Linked DNA regions of Pan troglodytes: region 1 is linked to region 2. A link is a contact called in public Hi-C data. All regions are on one chromosome and are shown on one strand. Each heading gives the region's core, a stretch centred on a gene start, on an enhancer-like site or on the middle of the called end of the contact. The rest is flanking DNA. Distances are from core to core; before and after follow the strand shown. Region 1 overlaps ATP9B (ATPase phospholipid transporting 9B (putative)). Region 2 holds the start of SALL3 (spalt like transcription factor 3).

What was found. Hi-C and Micro-C count contacts between places; a contact is called where the count stands out from the background.
Region 1: a contact with region 2 is called in a Hi-C map of stem cell-derived neural progenitor cells, with 2.3 times the contacts expected there. The contact joins the enhancer-like site here to the promoter of SALL3 in region 2. A contact is called at or near these places in 1 of 7 Hi-C or Micro-C datasets (stem cell-derived neural progenitor cells) and 1 of 1 datasets of contacts at active chromatin or transcription factors (stem cell-derived excitatory neurons).

Annotation. Positions count from the first base shown.
Region 1 is chr17:89,311,445-89,318,186 of NHGRI_mPanTro3-v2.0_pri, forward strand. All of the region lies in intron 11 of ATP9B (ATPase phospholipid transporting 9B (putative)), which reads left to right. Among named protein-coding and RNA genes, the nearest start is that of NFATC1, 160 kb to the right of the region's middle. Within about 2 kb of position 2,792, at least 6 of the 24 cell types and tissues checked have an H3K27ac peak or open chromatin away from gene starts, as enhancers often do. A contact at or near this core is called in stem cell-derived neural progenitor cells, where this site is marked.
Region 2 is chr17:89,050,001-89,056,309 of NHGRI_mPanTro3-v2.0_pri, forward strand. It overlaps SALL3 (spalt like transcription factor 3), which reads left to right and starts at 3,079. Exons shown (of 3, transcript XM_512182.9): 1 at 3,079-3,598. The coding sequence starts at 3,517.

The DNA.
Region 1 (6,742 bases), core at 1,542-4,041, 260 kb after region 2:
TTTCCTGATCATTGTCATTTTGTGGTGGTTTCTAAGATACTGTTAGAAGAACAATTAGCAACTTCAAATGCTATGTTTAGTATTTCAAGTGGCCTTAATGAAACCAGACTTTCTGGAATCTTACATAAAAATATTTTTCACTGATACTGTTTAGTAAATTCCCTTGCACAAACCATTAAATATGTTATACTTGTTGGCATGCCAAAGCAAGAATTCGGATGCCAACATTTTGAAATTAATTACTGAAGAAATTTCTCACTTTACTGTAGAAACTAATCTGTATCATTACCTCTTAATAAAGATAATCTAGGTTGGAAATTAAAGTTTTAATTATAAAATTAGTGATCTTGTTTACTAATAATCATTTAACCATTCTCTTTTCTAAAATTTTATAAGAGAAATAAGCAGGTGGAAAGTAGTCTCCCCACAACCCTCCCCCCCCCCCCCCCCGCCCCCTCTGTTCTCCGCAGTTTCTTTAAAAACACAGTTTTCATGGCCATGTTCCAGGCAGGCTCCATGGAAGGAGGGCTAGGCTGGTGCCTGTCTGCTGGGCCACCCCCCTGCCCTCCTGTGCACCTATATTTGCAAGGACTCACTTTGCTTGTGGAAAGGAATGGTCCCATCTATTTTTCTCTTCTGAATCCCAGCCTTTTCCCACCATCTATGGCCCAACATTTCCAAGGTACTTACTGGAATAATTTCTTCAATATCTCACATTCTGAACACTAGAAACGCATCAACTAATTTTTTTTTAAGCTCCTTGAAAAGAGTTCAAAGCTCTTTGAAGGAAAGACAGACCTTGTGCTTGGGAATTTTGGAATACTGTGACATTAGAAGCCCTGACCACATATTTAGTAATTTTCTTCATGAGTTTTTAATAGAATCTGATGACATTTTAGTACTACACAAGATTTTTTGTTCAGCAACATATTTTGTAAATTATACTGTAATGAATATTTAAAAGTATATTTTAAGAGTGTTTCTACCCTACCCTGAGATATTTAAAATAAAGACTTGCTACATTCAGGGTAAAATAAAAAGGCAGATACCTCCCAGAAGAAAGATTTGTAAGGAGCATAGTCTCTTCAGTGTGTACTATTAGAAACAGACTGAGAAAATGAAAGGAGATGCGTGCTCTGTATTTTAAATCATTTTAAAGAAAGCCATGGTCTTCCCTTTCTTACCATGTCTCTTAAAGTTTTATGACTCCTAGTAAGAGACCTTCTTTTACAATATCAGTACCACTTAGAGTTATTATTAGAATGGAATCTATTTTTTATATGCTTTGGGGCAAGAAGTATTTGAGTGTGTGCCTTGTAAAGAAGCATCAAGCAGTCAGAACTCCTGGGCTCCTAGGGACCCTGAGGTCCAGTGACCTCCCACCCCCCACTGTCAGGATCTGCTCTTCTTGGAGTTCCTGCAGAGCTTGCTGGCTTGTCTGTAAAATACAATGAGAGCTTTATAACCCCCCTAAAGTCCTGGGTATTGTGTGTTTAGATAGTAAGGGTTAGAGAATAGGTTCATGCTCTTTGTAAAATATTTGTTAAAATAAATATAAAATTACCCAAATAAACTGTGTATTAGACTGAAAACCAAATGCCACTTCTATGAATGATGTTGCATGTTGAGGTTTCTGGTGTTAGTGGGTAGCTTACGTTATTGAAGGAATTATTTTAAATTGGTGGCTGGTCTTGGCAAAACCATTTAAAATTGATGCCTTCCTACATTAAGACAAAAAAAACAGTAAATATGTTCAGGATCTTGAAATCATTAAGGAAGCTGTTGTTACAATGTTATCAACTTAGTTTTTAGCTCTGAAACCTTAGGAGGGCACCAACCTACTGACTGAGGAGGGCACCACCCTACTGACTGTGCGGAGGGCACCGCCCTACTGACTGAGGAGGGCACCGCCCTACTGACTGTGAGGAGGGCACCGCCCTACTGACTGAGGAGGGCACCGCCCTACTGACTGTGCGGAGGGCACCGCCCTACTGACTGAGGAGGGCACCGCCCTACTGACTGTGAGGAGGGCACCGCCTTACTGACTGAGGAGGGCACCGCCCTACTGACTGAGGAGGGCACCGCCCTACTGACTGTGCGGAGGGCACCGCCCTACTGACTGAGGAGGGCACCGCCCTACTGACTGTGAGGAGGGCACCGCCCTACTGACTGAGGAGGGCACCGCCCTACTGACTGTGCGGAGGGCACCGCCCTACTGACTGAGGAGGGCACCGCCCTACTGACTGTGAGGAGGGCACCGCCCTACTGACTGTGCGGAGGGCACCGCCCTACTGACTGAGGAGGGCACCGCCCTACTGACTGTGCGGAGGGCACCGCCCTACTGACTGTGAGGAGGGCACCGCCCTACTGACTGTGAGGAGGGCACCGCCCTACTGACTCTGAGGAGGGCACCGCCCTACTGACTGAGGAGGGCACCGCCCTACTGACTGAGGAGGGCACCGCCCTACTGACTGTGCACAGCATTTCCGAGGTCCTGTCTTGAAATTAGGGCATCTTATGAGATGCCAGATTTTTATTCAGGGCCCCCTTCCTACCCCCCATAATCCAGGATGTTCAAGTATGTAGATTCTGGCCAGCATTCTGCGTGACAAAACATAAATTTAGGGTAACGCTTTTTGTCAGAAATAAATAAATGAGTGAGTGTATGTGATGTGCTGGACTGGTTGGGTTAGAAATGGCTGGCGCTTTCCAGAGAGCGGGACTGCAGGGATCAGGACGCGCGCCGGCCTCGCGCTCCCCCTGCTGGCCGCGCCCCGCACTCCCCGCGCTCCCTGGCTTCCCCTCCCAGCCGCCTATGGGAGGTGTGAGTACGACTCGGAGACAGATGACTCTGAGACAGACGTGAGCACCGCAGCGGTGATCGGCAGTGGAGTGACTCCTACACTTCAGCCTCCTCCTCCTCCTGATTTTCAGTTAAACAATGTGGTGATTGTAAAATAAGATTAGGAATGATGTACATTAGAAAATGGATAGGCTTATCTTAATATTCAGTGCTGGATTTTTAACGTAATTTCTATACGTAGAGCAAAAATTAAATTTCCAGATAGTTTCTGGATCATTTTGCATGTTATCACATGCTTATTTTTGTTTTAAATATGGCTTTGATGTATCACAAGTTGAGAACATTTGAAAGAATTTATAATACTAAAAATAAAAGTTTTAACTTACTACTTACCTTCCAGCCACTGTGTTGCTTTGCATGTGCTGACCTTTCATATATTGATTTACTTTGCGAAGGTTCTAATATATCAGTAAAGGCTGCCACACACTAACAGATGGAATCCAGTTGTCCTGTATGAACGTAGACAGTCAGCATGAGTTTTGTAAGGGCGAGCATGAGATGTGTGTATGTGTATACATGTGTTCAGAGATGATGCTACTTTCTGACATTATGGACAATTATAAAAAATTCTGGTGAGTGGATACGTGTCCTAGGAAATGCTAGAGCCAGTATCGACATTTCTCAAGCGATCTAGGAGTCCAGCAGTTTGAGAAAATAACCTCATTCTGCACTCATGAAGCCCCCTTCAAACTTAGCAGGTAATATGCTTGCAAATTTTAGTAATAATTTTATCCTTAAAAACATGTTTATATAGGTCGGCGGACAGAGTGACAATCAATATGCATAGTCTGTAACATCAAAAGTTGGGTAGCTCCAGTTTGTGTAAACTAGGTGTGAGGGTTTACTTTGAACTCCCTTGTCTCTTAATTACGTGTCATATGTTGGTTTCAAAAGTGGTTTTGCTTCCCTGTTTAGTAGCTGATTCTTGCATTAATACTTTTCTTATTTATACAAAAAATATAGTACTTTTTTATGTTAATGTTCAAGGGAAAACATTTTATATAATAACTATATAGCAAGCAAGGGAAAAAGCTTAAATTCTGAGTATAGAATAGGCAAAATGTTAAATTTCTTGGTAGGCAAACATGTAGGTTATGAAATAATTCTTTCAGAATAGACTTTAAATTGTCTATTGTATAAATACAGGTTTTGATTTTTAAGAACTAAGGTGATAAATTGTAACATTAAGAATTGTTGTGCTGATACTTATTTAGGGAATTCTTAAAGCACAGATTATTGAGCCAACAGACTATAATGGCCAAAAGAAACCCTTCTTATTTCGCAGATCACTGAGGCGATAAACGATAATGGCTCAGCCACATCTATAGTGTGCGGTCAGCCTGCATGTACTACACACACTTAAGGCTTAGTAGTTCATATCCAAAAAAGAATAATAAACTTCAGAAGGAAAAAGACTATGTAGCATCACTTTTTAAAAACTAATACTTTTAATTTAAACTTCGTAATGGAAAAAGTTGTTGCTCTAAAATTTAGTACTTAGATTTAGTGCATGAGTTTCATTTATTTGAAATGCAGAAACACAAATGAAGGTCTGAAAATTACTTATTTTTTTCTTGTCTCTTAAGATTCTACTAGCAGTGGAAAATACAGGGCTTATTTGTTTCAAAGATACTTAAAAGAATATGCTTTTTATAGGAATTTCAGTTAGGTTAATGCATAGCCCTATATCAATTTTGTAGTCAGGGTCCAAATTCGAAATGAAGAACTGATCCACAAATAGTTCAGCTGATGAAAGACAAGCAGTGTTAACAGTTGTGTTTTTCCGTACGTAGTCAGCCATGTACAAAGCTGTTCTTCTCTGCTGGTGCAGAGTAGCATGAATGAATTGGGTGTCAGAGTCGAGGCTTTTCAAATTGTCCTATATTCACAGGGAAACTACAGGACAAAGTAAAATAATTTAGTTTTCTGCAAGAGTTTAAATTGGCTCTTTGAAGTTTTGCATTTTACTATTCTAAACTACTTCTTTGTAAGGGGTAAGTACGCGTGAGTTTTAAAAGATGGGTGAGAGTGTTTGGATGCCGACATCCTGTTCACCCAGGGTGACATCATCAGCAATAAGTGTTGCACGGGCACTTTGTTGAATCATGGATAGGGCCTGAGACTTTACAGCATTCGACGTCTGCTCCAATTTGCCGTGTACATTGATTGCTTAGGAACTTAGTAGTATGATGTGAGTTTTAATTTTGAGATGGTTTGAAGTGTTGCTGTGTCATGGAGATAAGGTCTGATTCTCACTCGTCCGAGCATTCATTTAAAAAAAAAAAAAAGCCTGATCTTTTCTTGATTAAGCAGGAGAATACCGTATTTACCCTTTATTGTTGGTATAAACCATTATTTTACTGAGAGCCATTAGCTATTTAAAACTTGGTACATAAATTAAAGAGGAGCTAAATGGATTTGTGATCGTTGCCATTAGTAGCATTTTAGATTATACAGGCAATTATTGTGTTCATTATCCTAGAACAGCCCCTTTGCAGAATCATTGTGGTTGTCTTAGACATTATGCACAAATTTTCCCTTGGAGATTAAAATTTGCAGTAGCGTATTTAATTTTGTTATTGCAGTTGTTTCAAATAAAACAAATATTATGACAAGTAGAAGAAAATTTGCTTTACTAATATAGGAGATGACAGTGAATGTTGAAAATAACTTGTAAGTGTATTTACATTACCTTTTCTTAAATAGTCGTAATTACTTCAAGTGATTAATATATTTTATGGGTGAAAAGTTTACAGTCATGGCAGAAGTTATCTGGTCTGTCCAGGGATTGAAGACATTTTTTAAAGAAGGAAGAGATCCACATCAAAACTGAAGTGACCACCTTCTTTATAGAATCTGTAACTTTATACGTTAACTGGTTTTTATTTTAAATAGTTTATAAGAGTTCAGATTGTATTTTAGATCAGTTGAAGAAAAGCATGTTTCAGAGAAATTTAATATTAAAAGATTATTCATTGAAGTGGGTTTAAAAAATGCAAGTGTTGAAATGTGTCTTTTCTTCTGTTTTGTTAGAATTGAAAAAATAAAATAAAATAAAAGCAACCTACAAGCTTTACACTATATGCTGTAGTTTGGTTACAAGTTATATTCCAGGAACAACAGTCATAGTTCAGAAAATGCCACCTGCAAGGCACAGCCCATCCTTGAAAAGTTATATTTTATTCCACTAAATGTTTTATTGCTCTTAAGTTTAAAGGGGGTGGGAGAAGACAACATATACTTGGCTTCAGAGTGATTTTACATTCACTAGTCAAGCATCTGACCACATCTGTCTTCATCAATGAGAAAGGTGATAATGCTTTGATGATCTGCATATCGGTGTGCAGTGGGCGGCTTTGAATGTTTCCATCCAATACGTGGCATTTTTTGAAAGGAAACTTTGTATTCATTTCTGAGTGTTTTTGTCCTGGCTTTTACAGTTCCTCACTGCTATGTTGCAGGGGAAAGTGTGAGGTGGTGGTTATGCATTTTGCAAGACAGTGATTCTTTATTTTATTACAAAAAAAGACCAACTCTGGAAGGCCAGATTAAATCATTCCTTTCACTTTTTAATGGGATTTGGATGAATAGAGTAAAATATGCACTTTGCATTCATTGATAGCATCTTTAGGTTGAGGTAATTGAGTCTTTTTTCCCTGAGTGAATGAATAATGACTTCATCTGATCCTCAGTGAGGCCTGAAACTTAGACCGCCTTTGTCACAGCAAAAGGATCTGGGCTTTGAAACATGCTCTACTTCCCTGGCTTAATTTTTCTTCATTTTAATCCAAAAACCTATTTTTCTCAATAATTCAAGCATAAACTATGTAGTAGTCGAAGTAGCGGAAATTGCACGATATTTGTCCTGGTTGTGCTGCT
Region 2 (6,309 bases), core at 1,829-4,328:
CTGCGAAAATATTCCATAGACACGTTGTCACTTCGCAACAAATCTATGGTTGCAACTCAGGCTTAAAATGCAAATGCTTTTATTAAAAGTTGTCGCACTGAATAAGAGCAATTAAAGTTTCTGATCTGAGTATAGAGAAGGAAGAAAGGCGGGAACAAGCCAGTCAAGAAGTCGCACGCCTTTTGTTTTCTACCTTTGCTTTCTTAAAAAATTGATCTTGTTCACTTGTCAATTTTTAAAAGGGTGCACCGCAGAAATTACTCGTGCGCACCATTTCCGCTGTGGGGGCATTCGTACAAGTTTCCGCTGCACACACAGCCTCCCGGGCCCTCTCCTCCAAGGCTCTGCCGGATCTTCCAACGAAATCCCAGAGCAGCCTGCGCTGGGGAGCCCGCAAGTCTCTCCAGATCTCTGCACCCCGCAACTCTCTCCAGATCTCTGCACCCCGCACCGCCCGGAATCTGGGACGGCGCCCACGCAGGGCTGGGCCAAGGGCAGAGCTCGCACTCTGCCTTCACGGCCGGTTCACTTGCGTCCACGAAAGCAGCGTGCCGGCCTCCTCCATCTTCCCACTCGCGCAACGCATGGCGACCCGCGCGACACTTCTGCAATCTGAAGGCTTGCTTCTTACAAATAAAGGGCCAGAGTCTCACACTTGCCTTCGTTGGAGGGACTTAGAAGATCCTCCCCACGTCCACACCTTGTAGGAAATGCAAAACAGATCGATGAAATTAAACAGTTGCATTTGGAAGCCCCAGAAAGACCTAAAGACATCGTGCCGGTTTGTTGGAGAGAGGGTTGCGGGACAGGGGGAGCGGGCCTTACGCAACAGAAAAGGTGGGCACAGCGCGCTCAAAATGACCCAGTATGGAGTTGGTGCCGCCGGGCCAGAGGCTGCGAGTCCAGCTGGCTCTGGACTTGCTCCGCAGGCGTCAGACGCCGTGGGAACCTGTGTCTGCTTCTTCTCTCCAAAGTGTGTCGGTTAAAAAAAAAAATAAAAGTAGTAGTAGTAGTAGTGGTGGTAAGGAAAAAAATTAAAATAAAAAGGAGACACAATTAACCAGGTCATAAAAGCTAGGGCACCTTCGATCAGGGCTCTGGCCCTCCAGCGATCGTTTTGCGTTGTTTCTCTTCTCAAAAGTAGTCTCAGACCCCTGCCTTTCCGCTGCGGCTCTGCGACTTCCCCAAACTCCTTAGTCCTGTAAATTCTGCAAGAAACTCCCATCCTGCAAGCTGCTTTTCCCCCTCCCCGCTGCGTTCCTTTTTTCTCTCCCCACCCTCGCCGCCTCTCTATGCCCCTCTTTTCTCAGAAAAATTCCTGCCCCCCGCGTGCCCCAAAGCCCGGGCTGCAAACTTTTCCCCGCCGGGCGCCTCTGCGCCAGATGCCGGAGCGTCTCCACAAAGCCTGAGCATCGGCACAAGTTCGCAGCCTAACTGTGGGATAAAGACGTTTCCCCCGTAGCTTAACTAGAAAAGCGCCATCGATGGGTGTGTTAAACGGGATAACTAGAGATTTCAAACATCTTTTATTTGCCTGTCTTGAAAAAAAAATCCAAATGAATACGCCCGCTACCAAAAGGCAAAATAAAACCAACCTTAAGGGTTTTTTTTTTTTTTTCCAAAAGTGGCGATAGGGGCTGTTTGGACCTGACTCCAACCTGCGCCCTCCCTTCCTCTATGACTCTCCTGCGCTTTTCCTGGAACCCAAAGCTCTGACTTCGTCAAACTTACACAATTAAAGGCAGGCGGAAGAACGCGGGCTGGGAAGCAAGCGGGAAGATTCTAGAATGGAAGGGAGCCCGCCGAGCGCCGCGAGCCGCGCCAGGCCGGGTCCGATGGAGCAGGCGGGGATTCCTCCCCCAGGCGGACCCCCGCCACCAGCCCTGCCAGGAGCTCGCGGCCTGCGGAGCGCCCGGGCCGGCCGCTCACCGCCCGCTTCCCCCAGCGAACGACTCGGGGAAGCTCCAGGAGGCCATCTGTGCTGACGGTTCACACCAGACAGGGCCACTTGCAAGGACAAAAATAAGAAATTTAGGAAACGAAAAAAGACGTACTGGGGCGAGGGGCGCGGGCGCGGCGACGACGGGGCCGGGGGCACATCCTGGCGGCCGCTCGGGGAGAGAGGACACGCGCGGGAGGGAGCGCGGCGGGTGCACGGCCGCGGGTGGGAGTACGCGCCTGTGCGCGCGGGGCGAGGGCGAGGGCGCGGGCGCGTGCGTGCGACCGCGGGAGAGGGGGCGGGCGCGTGTGCGGGGAGCGCGCCGCGCCAGCTGCCCGAGTGTGTGGGGCCGATCCAAAAGTGCGCAGCCCCCTCACCTGGCCCCCGTGTCATCCCCGAAATCCCGGGAACAGGGTGGGCCGCGCGCGGGAGTTTGGTGGAGTTGGAACTTTCGGTCGCGCTCGCTGCCCACTCCGCTGGCGCCCGGTGGCCCGTGGTGAAGGGGGACTAGGGTGGGGAACACCGGGGCCCTGCGGTCCCCTCCCTTTCCTGTATTTAAGAAGCCGCCGGCGGCGCAGAGGCCCAGGCGGGCTGGCGCGGGGGCGAGGCGGCCCCGGTGGCGGCAGCGGGCGGGGCGGGCGCTCCGGAGTCGGTGGGGCCCGCGGGTTGGGGGGCGGGGAGAGGGGGGAGTGGAAGGGAGGGGGAACGCAGGGGAGGGAGGGGAGGGGAGGAGCCGCGCGGCCCGCGCCGCTTCCGAACCGGAAAGTTGGTCTTGCCGAAGTCCTGCCACCCCGGCGTGCGCACTCCGCTCCGCTCCGGCCGCGAGCCTCCGAGCCCGGCCGGCCGCCGGGGGAAGCCCGCGGAGGGGACGCGGGGCCGGGCGAGAAGGTCCGGAGAGCGGGGGGCACCTGAGCCCGAGCGGGCCCGCCGCGCTGAGCGGCGCTGAGAGCCGCGGCGGAGCAGCGAAGGCGGCCGGCCGACCCCGCGCGCCCGGAACAGGAGGCGCGGCGCCCGAGCGGCCCGGGCGAGACAAAGGCGCTGGGTCGGAGCCCTGCCCGCGGCCGCTCGCTCCGGGAGGGGCCGCCCGGCGGCGGCGGCGGGGGGGGCGCGGGCGGCGGCGCAGACACTCTATAAAGGGGCGAGCCCGGCGCGCCGGCGGAGACGGTGCCGCGCGGACGCCGCCAAAGTTTGCTGCCTGCGCCCTGCGGAGGGACGGCCACCGCGGCCCACGCCGCACCCGGGGCGGCCGAGGAGCGCGGCGCCGGAGCCCGCGATGTGAGGCGGCGCCGGGCAGCGCGCGCCCCGGTCCCGAGGCGCCGCGGCCCCCTCCTCGTCGGCGCGGCCGCTAATTGCGAGCGCGGCCTCATTTGCATAGGCCGCCGGAGTCCGCTGGAGCCCGGCCAATCGGCGCGGCCCTCCGCTAATGGCCATGCATTATTCACCAGCCTAATTGCTCAGCCCCATGCGCGGCCCGCGCAGCCGCCGCCGCCCCGCGCCCCACGCCCGCCCCGCGCCGTCCCCGCCGGCCGCCCCGCTGATGCCGCTGCCCCGCGCGGGGCCTGAGCGCCGCTAGCAGCATGTCTCGGCGCAAGCAGGCCAAGCCCCAGCACCTCAAGTCGGACGAGGAGCTGCTGCCGCCTGACGGGGCTCCCGAGCACGGTGAGGGCCGGGGCTGCGGGGTGGCCGGGGGGGTCTGGGGCTGCCCATCCGGGCTGGGGAAGCGCGTGCGGTGGGAGCGGATGCGCGCGTCCGGGAGCGGGAGAAAGTTCCCTGCTTCCTGCGAGCAAGTGTCCGCCCCGCGCCAGGCCGGCCGCGGGGACCCGGGTACTTCGCCGGAGCGCGCGCGGCCGCGGAGAGAGTTGTGGGCGAAGTAAACTTGGCTCCTCTCCTCGGAGTCGGGGAGCTACCCGCGAAGGGCGCCGAGGCCGCGGCCGGCTCGAGGACGGCTCGGAGGCCGGGGCGGGAGGGAGTCCACGGTGCCTCCGCCGCCGCGCCGCCCCCCAGGGTCTCTGCGCCAGGACGCTGAGGCCGGCCTCGGCGACCCCGGGGCGAGCGCGGCGGCAGAGAAGGCGACCGCAGCCCACCTACCGCTGGACGCGGGTTGGGGACCCCGCCGCCCGGCCAGCTTTGTTCGGGGACCCGCGCCCCCTCCCGGGCTCCCGCACCGCCTCGGGTGACCCGCGGTGTCCCAGCGCGTTAACGCAGCCTGTGATCCCTTGCGAGGCGAGGAGAAGGTCGGGGGCTTGGCTCTGCCTAATGGCCGCCTGGGGAATTAAGCTGGGGGTGAGCGCAGCGGCGGCGGCCTGGGCCTGGCCCCTGCTCGCGGCAGAACCCCGGCGTGTTTCCGGGGCGTTCATTGCAGCGTCTGCGCGGGCCTTTTTTCTCCCGTCTTTTTGGATCCGCCGAGGCCGGGCGCTGGAGACTCGCCTTTGCAGTCATTTCGCTGGTAGGAGCGTCCTCTTCGAAACATCCAAGAGCAAAGGGCAGGCGCCGCGAAAGTTAAGAGACTGGCGAAGGGCTGGACTTCCCAGAGTGGCGCCTTAGCCCCGCAAAGTTTGGGGCGCCCCCACCCCCTTCGTCGAGTTAAGACCTCGGCCTGCGGCGCCCAGGCTTCGGCGCGCCCCGCGGGGCCCCCAGGGCGCCAGGAAAGAGGGCCGAGGAGGGGCGACCCCACGACCCCGAGCCCGCAGCACAGCTCGCAGTAAAATAATTTGCTCCTTAAAAAAACAGGCAGGTCAACTTTTATGATTGACCTATTACAAGTTGTTGGAGGCAGATGGTGATCTTTTTACTCTGAGAATGAGACTGTCTGCGAAAAGGAAACGGGGCGGAAGAGTTTCCCGCACAGTGGAGTAAAGTTTGACAAAGCAGGTAGACACCCATGTCGGATGAGAACGAGAGAGCATGCTTACGACGCGGCTGGAGAATTAATGAATTAAATAAAATTAGTGAGCTCGCTGGGGTCTTTTTGTTGCGGTGGAGGTAAGGGAGTCTTATCTGTGTAGCCAAGTCAGCCAAGATGAGAACAGGCGATATGCTAAAAAGAAACGCTTGCATATGGTGGGTAGATTAAGGACAAAGAATCTTTTTGTCATGGAAATGGATTTTTTTTTGTTTTGTTTACTTCATCACATAGAATTTCTCACACTTGGTTTGTTTTGTATCGCCCTCAATGACTACATGATCAAATGAATGGATTTATTTCTGCCGAATGAGAAAGACAGTCTTTCCTTCAAAAGAACTACATTGCGTCCCAGTGAGGAATTTTAAAGCTTTATTATTGTGGCTCCTGAATGGCTTAAAGTCGGCTTTCACAGCCGCCCCAAAATGCAACAATGTAAATACTTCTCAGCTTTGTAGGGTCGGTATCAAAATGTGCGATGTCTCCTTTTATTAAAGCATATTTTAATTAATAGAGTAAACCCCCTGGTATTTAACAATTAACAAGCTGAGGCACTGCTATTCATTTTTAATTTCACTTCAGAAATGTGAGCATGCTGAACTTAATAGTGTAAACATGTGGAGGGCTATATCGCCTATATTTGAAAGCCTAAGATGGGATAAATTATTCACAAGTTCTACTTTGAATCCCTCTTGTTGCTGCTCGAATTTATTTAGAGATGCAAAATATTCAGGTTTTTTACCCGTGGTGGAATTAAAGTTCTTGTCAAGCCTGTGTTTTTCACAGCATCCAGAGTTGTAATCCAGACGTTGCCACAGTTCCTGGTCATATTTTGCAACAGGCCCAAAATACCCTGTGTGGGGCTGTGTCTTGGTCGAGCAGCTTCCATGCTTGTTTGAGAGAGTTTAGGCAAACTATTTTTTTTAAGTTCTTTCTCATTTAATTATATTCGAAGCAGCTTGTTCAAGGAGCGTAACAGACACTCTGTTCCGTGTTAAGTCAAGGAATGCCCCATTTGTCTATTACTCGGTCGCACTCAGCATCGTTCCTAAGATAACTAAGTAAAAATTTTAAAAAGATAAATGGGTGTGGAAACCAAATTACTCCAACCTGAGTCAGATCTCCTCAAAATTTTAATTTTGTTAAATGCAATGGAAATAAACAGACCGTGCCGGAAGTTGCAAGTGAGCTGAGTTAGTTTTGTGTTTTAGAAACGAGGTAAATAATTCCTTTGTATCACTCGGGGAGTGACATATTAATTAAAGCAGCAGGTCCATCTACATGCAGTAAAATAGAAAGCTACTGATAATGTCCTGCAGAACAAATATTCTATGCAAAAATGTTTAGTATAATGGGGGACAGAGATGCACTCACAGTAATTTACAGCACAAAGCCTGTATCTCTTAAAAAAGAATTATGATTTATTTTTGAAGCAATGAAAAGATTCTATACAAAAATAACTGGTGCT